2 separate regions of the Mus musculus genome follow, and region 2 is linked to region 1. Evidence: chromatin contacts called from public promoter capture Hi-C data. All regions are on one chromosome and are shown on one strand. Each heading gives the region's core, a stretch centred on a gene start, on an enhancer-like site or on the middle of the called end of the contact. The rest is flanking DNA. Distances are from core to core; before and after follow the strand shown. Region 1 holds the start of Capg (capping protein (actin filament), gelsolin-like). Region 2 overlaps Tcf7l1 (transcription factor 7 like 1 (T cell specific, HMG box)).

Region 1 (4,030 bases), core at 510-3,009:
ATTGCAGAGCAAGCATTTTTACTCACTGAACCGTCCCAGTGACTGCATTTAATGTTGAGAAAACAGTTAATTCTCTCTCTCATGGTATTTTAGCACACAGAACACATTTATCTAGAAGGCATGGGGGTGTACACTGTAATCCCAGTCCTCAGATGGAGGCAGGAGGATCACACATTTGAGGCTAGCTTGAGTTATGTCTTCAGGCTCAGTCTCAAATGAGCAAGCAAATACCAACTCCCCATATCCACTCTGTGCTCTGTTTTCTCCAGGCTTTCCCCTAGCAGCCTCCGAGATAGGTTAGGCTGGTCTGATGGTTGGATAATTAGCAAGCTTGCTTCGGTGCTACCTGGGCCAGGGCCATGACTCTGAACACTAAACTCTATGGCTTAGTGGACTTATGGATCTGACTGTTGACTAACATTCTTCCAGGATGGGCCTGTCAGGGTCCCTGGACATTGAGTCACCCAACTGTAGCTGCTCCTTAGGTGCAAATATTCCTGAACCTCTCAACCTGTGAGTCATGAATCATTTGGCAAAGTTTTATCTCTAAAGTATTTACATTACGAGTTATAACAGTAGCAAATGACAGTTATGAAGTAGAAGGAAGATAATGTTATGGTTGGGGGGGTCACCACAACATGAGGAACTGTATTGCGGGGTCACACATTAGGGAGGTTGAGAACTGCTGACCTAGGGATTAGGAGGGAATAAGAGCCTCCTTGACTGAGCGTCCTGTTTTCTATGTGACTTCGGGCTGTGCCCCAGGGTAAGGCTTTCCTGGGGCCAGCAAGTTAGATCAGACTGATTCTATATTATGGTCCTGTGACTGTGCGAAGGGAGCGGCTGTTGCTTTGGGTTGAGCTTGAAACCATATGCCCTCTGTCCTGGAACTCAAGAGATCCACCTGCCTCTGCCTCCCGAGTGCTGGGATTAAAGGCAAGAGCCACCATGCCTAGCTAAGGGGCATAGAGAGACTTCATGTTTCAAGACACCTTGTGTGGTGCCTCATTACATGTAAATCACTAGTGTTCAGGAAGCAGAGGCAGGATTCTCATAGCATTGAAGCCAATCTGGGCTACAGATTTAGTTTCATAGCAGCCTGGGTGCCAAAGTGAGACGCTGTCTCAGTAAAACAACCAAACAACAGTTGGTCACGATGGTGCACTTTTGTGATCCCAGCATCCGGGAATCAGAAGGGTCAAGTGTTCAAGACCAGTTTGAGCTGCCTTTAGAGGCTAGCCTGACTACATGAGAGCTTGTCTCGAAAACAAAACACCAAAATGAACACACATACACACACACACACACACACACACAGAGAGAGAATGTGTCAGGGCCTCAAACACTCTCTTGGAACTTTGCTTCAAAAACAGACTGGTTTACAGAGAGATTTCCAGGACAGCCAAGGCTACACAGAGAAACCCCGTCTTGAAAAACCAAAAGGAGAAAGAGGAGAAGGAAGGAGGAAGGAGAGGAAGAGGGAGGAGGGGAAGGGGAATGGAGGAGGAGGAAGAGGAGGAGGGAGAAGGAGTAGGTCATCATCACATGTACTCAGGGCAATGAGACAACTAGTCAGGGGGAGGAGGAAAAAGTAGTGTAGGGCCAGTGACCCAACCCAGGAAAAGTGACTAACCAGCCACAGCAGGGCCTGAGCAGACTCAGGCCTCTGCCGGGGCTAGTGAGTGGAATGGGACTTTCCTTGCTGGTCTGACTCTTTAAATTGTTCAGAATCTGCCTTGCCCGAGGCCGCTGTGATGAGACCTAGTCAGGCTTTAACCTCCCAGTGACCATGTCTGAGAAATAGCAGCCTTCCATCCGCATGGCCCAGCCTTGGAGCTGGCTTTCCTGAGCCCTTAGACTTCTGAGTACTGAGCCTCCCCATGGGTGGGGCAGGTGGGTGGGGCAGCCCAGTGGCGAAGAGGGAAGTTAGAAGCTAGCTATCGAGGGGCAAGCTGAGACGAGTTTGAGAAGAAAAGGCCCGTGGAGAGGTAAAACTGGGAAGGGCTCTGTAGAGAAGGGACTAGGACTCTCATGAGTGGGTAGGTGAGGGCTGGCTGCTAGGGTCCGGGAACAGGTGGGAACGGTGTCCCCAGGCGTAAGTCAGCTCAGGTCATTAGCTGTAGTTTTGCAGCTGCAGAGTCTTGAGTGGGTGTGGGTGGGATGTGTTCTAGCTGCTGGGGAGGAGCTGAAGGGTCTGGGCTCATCCTGGTCTGTAGGAGGTGGTGTCAGACCTGAGAGATCCCCAGAAGCCATCAACCTGTCGGGAGGTGAATTCAGATCTGGTGGTGTCTGTCCCCAAGATAGCACTATCCTGGGCCCAGACAACTGGAAGGAAGGGAACTGAGAAGGAACAAGGTAGGTTCAGCTACTTGAGGGACAGTCAGCCAGCCCCCAGTTAGAGGGTTGGCTGGGGACCAGTGTGGAGAGAGATGAAGGTAGAATCTGGGGGTGTGGGGAGCGGGATCTGCTTTGGCCTGTCCTGGGGGTTCAGAGCCACTGCTGTTCCCACTTCTAAGAGACATTGGCCACAGTCAGAAAGTCCTGGGCTTCTTGAATTGGCCCTCTATTTCCTCCCTAGGGCCGCTATTTCAGCTCACACTAACGGGGCGGATATGGTCTTTGAGGGGAAGTGACCTGTTGTGAGTCAGGGTCCAAGAGGGCAAAAATAGCCCCAGTTTTCCTCAGTACTGGGCCACTGATGCACATTGATAGGATCAAGCATTTTGTTGGAGGTAGGAGTGGACTCCACTTCTAAGCCCCCAGTGTGTCCTTAAAAGGTATTCTAGCCAGAGTTAGCCAGCAGGGCACACATCCTCCCCCCCACTGCTCACGACAGTCAGATGGGCCTCGTTGCCCTCTGGCTTTCTGCTTCAAGGCTGCTCCAGGCCTTGCCTGGATGTCGAGATCCTAAGCAATCCCGTTGGTTTTCATCTAGTCCAGTCATTGGATCTCAGCAAGTTAGGACAATCAGACACTTTTCCGGGCACAGTCAGGTGTGTCCAAAGGTCCATAGGCAAACTCAGCTTCCTGCTCCAAAGGTGCTTTCATGTCTCGGGGAGAAAGCCAGCCCCTAAAACTCATCACATTGTGGCACAATGGGGGAAAACGGAGTCCTCAGCAGAGGTGGCCAGCTGTGATGTAGCTCAGTGGTAGAGCATTTTCCAGCTGTGCCCTGTGGCCCTGGGTCTGGTTCCCGGCATGCTTCCCGTTCCCAGTGAAAGACACAGAGGCTGCCTGTGAGGTGGTGAGTTTCCCACCACCAGAAGCATTCAAGAGGAGGATGGCGAAGTGAGCCACAGAAGAGGGCTCGTTCGTGTGCGCTAAGGACTATCTAAGCACTAAAGCCTCTTCTAATGCCGGTCTGTGATTATGTGACGGTCTGATGGGGAGGAAGTTGGTCTGTGGTTTCTTTGGGTATGATGGCTCCCCACTTCCTGAACCTTCTAGGTAGGCCATAAGGCATGGACTACTCCTCATGCTGAGCCCCCCCCCCCCAACAGATCTTGAAGGAATGGAAGTGAATAATAGACTCTGTCATGAATGCTTGTGATAGGGTAGCAGGTGTGCCTTGCTGTTGTTAGCACAAGAAGGTGGCCAGATGTGCTCTAAACCTGCAAGCAGAGGATGATGTGACAATGGGGCTGGGAAAACTCCCACAGGAGCTAAGCCTACCGAGCGGTCGTTTATCCCACAGACAGCTAGGGTTGACGTGTGCCCACAGGGATGGAGGGGCTGTGACACGTACATTGTGGGAGCTTGAGGAGCGGTAGGAACAGGTCACAGGGCTGAAACGAGGAGACAGGAATGGAAGACCCTTCCCCAGGAAAGCCTGACCAGAGCAGGACCTCGAGCTGACGGGAGGGCAGCCGCAGCCCCTATCAGAACCTGGAGCTTCTCTCAGGCTCTGCTACCCAGCCTCTGTCTATGCAGCCTGGTTTTAGCTCAGCTCAGTGTCCCCCATGCACCCCACTCAATTCCTTGGGAGCTGGAATTGAACTTGGAACTCATGCATGCTAGGCAAGCATTGTGC
Region 2 (4,030 bases), core at 536-3,035, 210 kb after region 1:
GTTCAAATCCCAGCAACCACATGGTGGCTCACAACCATCCATAATGAGATCAGACTCCCTCTTCTGGTGTGTCTGAAGACAGCTACAGTGTACTTACATATAATAAATAAATCTTTAAAAAATTTCATATTTGTATGTAAGTTCAGGTGTACGCATGCCGACGGGTGTTTGGAGATCAGAGGACAACTTTCAGGTGTGGGTTCTCCCCTTCTGCCTTGTTTGTAGGCAGATTATCTCCTGTTTTTCCTGCTACTTCCAGCAGGCTGGCTTTCAGGCGATCCTCCCTCTCTGGGCCTCCCATCTTACCTAGGGGTGTTGGAATTAAAGTTATACACTCCTGCATCTAGCTGCCTTCTTTCAGGGTCTCCAGAGATCAAACTCAGGGCACTGGATATGCAGTTGAGCCATCTCACCGGCCCTTAGCACATTTGTAGTTAACAACACATTGTTAATTATCAGTACAATATTGTACACCAGATGTCCACACCTTATCCTGTGTGACTGTAACTTACAATCCATTGACTAACATCTCCCCACAGCTTCCGCTCCTTACTCTCTGGCAACAATCATCTGCCTACATCTCGCTTCAAATTTCCTGATTTAGTGTCCTCATACAAGTAGAATCACACAGTATTGTTTGTATGAGGCTAGTTTGCTTGTAATGTTTCAGGGTCTGATCGAGAGGTTGAATCGTAAGAGCTCTGTTGTGAGCGGCTGATGATGATAGTTCACTGTGAGTACACATGGGCCTGCTCCTCCAGAGACAGACACCTACATCATTTCCACAGCTTGGCCATTGTGAATAAGGCTGCAGTGCACATGAGAACATATATCTTCCTGGGATTCAGATTTGAATATTCTTTGGGACAGATACCCCGTGGTGGGACTGTTGGATAATGTGGTAGACTTAATGCATGCATTGTGTTTGTGTCTATGTAAGCTTATGTGCATCACATGCATTCAGATGCACACAAAGGTCAAAGGTCTGCTGGAACTGCAGTTACAGGAGGTTGTGGGCTGACCAGTGGGTGCTGGGAACGGAATTCCATGCAAGAGCAGCGGGTGTCAACGACCATCTCTGACCTCCTGACTGTTTTGTCTTTCCTTTTCCATGTGTCTATCTTGTGTATAAGGGAGGGGGATGATGTGGAGGGCAGAATGAGGGAGGGGGGATGATGTGGAGGGCAGAATGAGGGAGGGGGATGATGTGGAGGGCAGAATGAGGGAGGGGGGATGATGTGGAGGGCAGAATGAGGGAGGGGGATGATGTGGAGGGCAGAATGAGGGAGGGGGATGATGTGGAGGGCAGAATGAGGGAGGGGGATGATGTGGAGGGCAGAATGAGGGGGGATGATGTGGAGGGCAGAATGAGGGAGGGGGATGATGTGGAGGGCAGAATGAGGGAAGGGGATGATGTGGAGGGCAGAATGAGGGAGGGGGATGATGTGGAGGGCAGAATGAGGGAGGGGGATGATGTGGAGGGCAGAATGAGGGAGGAGGATGATGTGGAGGGCAGAATGAGGGAGGGGGATGATGTGGAGGGCAGGGAACCGCTGACAGGATACACATTGATGACAGTCGAGAGGAAACATGCGGCTGGAGCAGGAAGCAGAGAGAGTAGATCTTTTTATTGTGAGCACAAGGCTGAAAACCACTAGGGATGGCAGGAAGTACGCCACCCCAAGTGACAGACTTCCTCCAGGAAAGCCACAGTTCCCAAACCAACCCAAACAGCGCCACCAACTGAGAACCAAACATTCCTGAGATTGGAGGGAGGGAGGGGTATAGTCCATTCAAACCACCAGGTCTAGCTCCCGGGCCACTTAAGTCTCTTGACTATATTATAATGCAAATGGCTCTGCTCCGCCTTTAATCTTTCTGGCCATTTAAAAATCCAAAATCTCTTCTGCAGTTCAAGGCACTGGTTTAACTGGAATCCCCTGGAAACTCAAAAAAGCAAATTACATATTTCCGATGTACAGTGGGACTGAATTTACAATACCATCCCAGAGGGGAGGAACTGGGGGCAGAATGAGGAAATACTGAGTCAAAGCAAGACCAAAACCCAACAAGGCAAACATGAAATTCTCTAGCTCTGTGCCCAGTGTCACTCAGCCTGACTGGCTCTATCCTCCGAGCAGTGCACACATCTCTCTTTGGTTGGTTTCACTCCCCACGTGCAGCTCTCTCCTTCACAGACATCCCACAGCTGTAAGATCTCCAACACAACCCAGGATTCACTTCCACAGCTTTGGGGACTCTATCAGTCTCTCAAGGACTCTTACCCTCTCACAGCCTTTGGACAGGGAGGACCCTGCCATACCCAGCCTGGGCATGGTGGCTTTTTGAAACCATGCAGGGCATTTCCATTATCCCTTAACTCCTACATCCATCTTGAATCTAGAGCCAAGTGTCACCGCCAAGTTCAGCTCCCAGTTTGAAATGGCCCCTGGTCCCTTGAACCACATTGGCAATGGCTTGCGTGCAATCGCTTTTCAGGAGCAGAAAAGAAAATGCCTTAAGCCCTTTCGTAAGCTGGAAGCTTAGCTGGGCAGGGTCTTGCCCTTCCCATCACTCCAGCATTTGCCTCCTTGTCTCTTAGGACAAGCTTTGGCTGTGATATTAACTCGGTGGTGTCCTTGTTCTCTCCAAATTTTGTATTTCTTTCTGCCCCTTTTTTCCATTGTAGACCTGGGGAAAAGTGGTTGCTGATAACCACATGACAGAGTCAACATGAGGCTGCCTTGAGATCTCCTCAGTCAAAGAGATTAGTTGATCACTTTTAAATTTAGCCTCAAACAAGTACTTAGGCCAAGGGCAGAAGGCAGCCAATTTGATAAGATATCACAAACAAGCATGGTTTCTAGCTCAGTTACTAATACTGTTCCCTCAGAAACTTCTTGTGCTGGGCCTCTATAGTCCACACTGTTCTCAGCACTACTTACTGCCTTCGAGGCTTCTAATAGGCCCATTAAGCTCCTGCTTACAGCTTTCCTAGTTCAAAATCTTAAAGTTTTCCACATTTTACCAAAAAACAGCATGGCCGGGCAGTCCCAGCAATATCCCACCTTCTACATCTGTTATTTTCTATTACTATGATAAAAGACCATAACTATGATATCATTTAGAAGAAGGGATTTATTTGGGCTTATGGTTCCAAAGAAATAAAAGACCATGACAACAGAGAGGAGGCTTGGCAGCTGGAACAGGAAGTGGGAGCTGACATCTTTTATGTATAAGCCGAGAGCACACTAGGATTGGTGGGAGCCTTTGGAACCTCAAGTCCTGTCCCCAGTGAAAACACTTCCTGCTTCAAGCATACCTCCTAAACCTGCCCAAACAGCGCCACCGACTGAGGACTGGATATTCAAAAGCCCTAGGGTTATAGGAAGGCACCTCATACAAACCACAATTCCCTAACAAGTTGGCTTTGAGAAGCCATGCCCTACTGCGGAGCCTCAGTACACCCAAGTTTTGTGCATGGCCAGGATGGAGCAGAATCCCTGGGTAACCACCAGGCCTATCAGCCTATCACCTTTCTACAACCCTCACACCGGCCCACACCCTGCAGGGGCACATCTCTATGCCCACCCCTACCCCCACCGCAACCTCCTATCTCTGTGGACCCCCTCCCTAAATCCCAAAGTGCTTTGCATGTGTGTGAGGTCACAGTGGCCCCCAAGATAGCTCCAGGTCCAGACTGTAGATTTCTTAGCCCAGCCCGGCCGCCAGTTACTGTCTCCAGCCCGAGGCCTCAAGGGCAGATGACTCAGGAGGCAGATGTTCTGAGCGCCACTGAACCTGGAGGCCATAGGGTAGTTTAATGGGTATGAAAAGAATTCGCTATACTGTTTGCCTCACAAAGAAGTGGGTTTTTTTTTTAAAGATTCATTTTGTCTTCCATTATGCGTATATGTGTATGCAAGTGTGAAGGCCGGCGTATGAGAGTTCAGAAAAGGAAGTCAGAACCCCTGGTGTGGAAGTTACCCAGTGTGTGTGCTGGGAACCAAACTTGGGCTTTCTTCAAGAG

The links. Promoter capture Hi-C pulls out the DNA fragments that hold promoters and counts their contacts.
Region 2: a promoter capture Hi-C map of stem cell-derived epiblast-like cells shows a contact between it and region 1, with 2.4 times the contacts expected there. The contact joins the enhancer-like site here to the promoter of Capg in region 1. A contact is called at or near these places in 3 of 39 promoter capture datasets (embryonic stem cells, liver and stem cell-derived epiblast-like cells), 2 of 115 datasets of contacts at active chromatin or transcription factors (both in embryonic stem cells) and 2 of 9 other capture datasets (adipose tissue and embryonic stem cells).

The regions. Positions count from the first base shown.
Region 1 is chr6:72,547,514-72,551,543 of GRCm38.p6, forward strand. Capg (capping protein (actin filament), gelsolin-like) reads left to right here and starts at 1,760. Exons shown (of 10, transcript NM_001042534.3): 1 at 1,760-1,988.
Region 2 is chr6:72,756,751-72,760,780 of GRCm38.p6, forward strand. All of the region lies in intron 3 of Tcf7l1 (transcription factor 7 like 1 (T cell specific, HMG box)), which reads right to left. Among named protein-coding and RNA genes, the nearest start is that of Gm31249, 19 kb to the left of the region's middle. Within about 2 kb of position 1,786, at least 16 of the 459 cell types and tissues checked have an H3K27ac peak or open chromatin away from gene starts, as enhancers often do. A contact at or near this core is called in stem cell-derived epiblast-like cells, where this site is marked.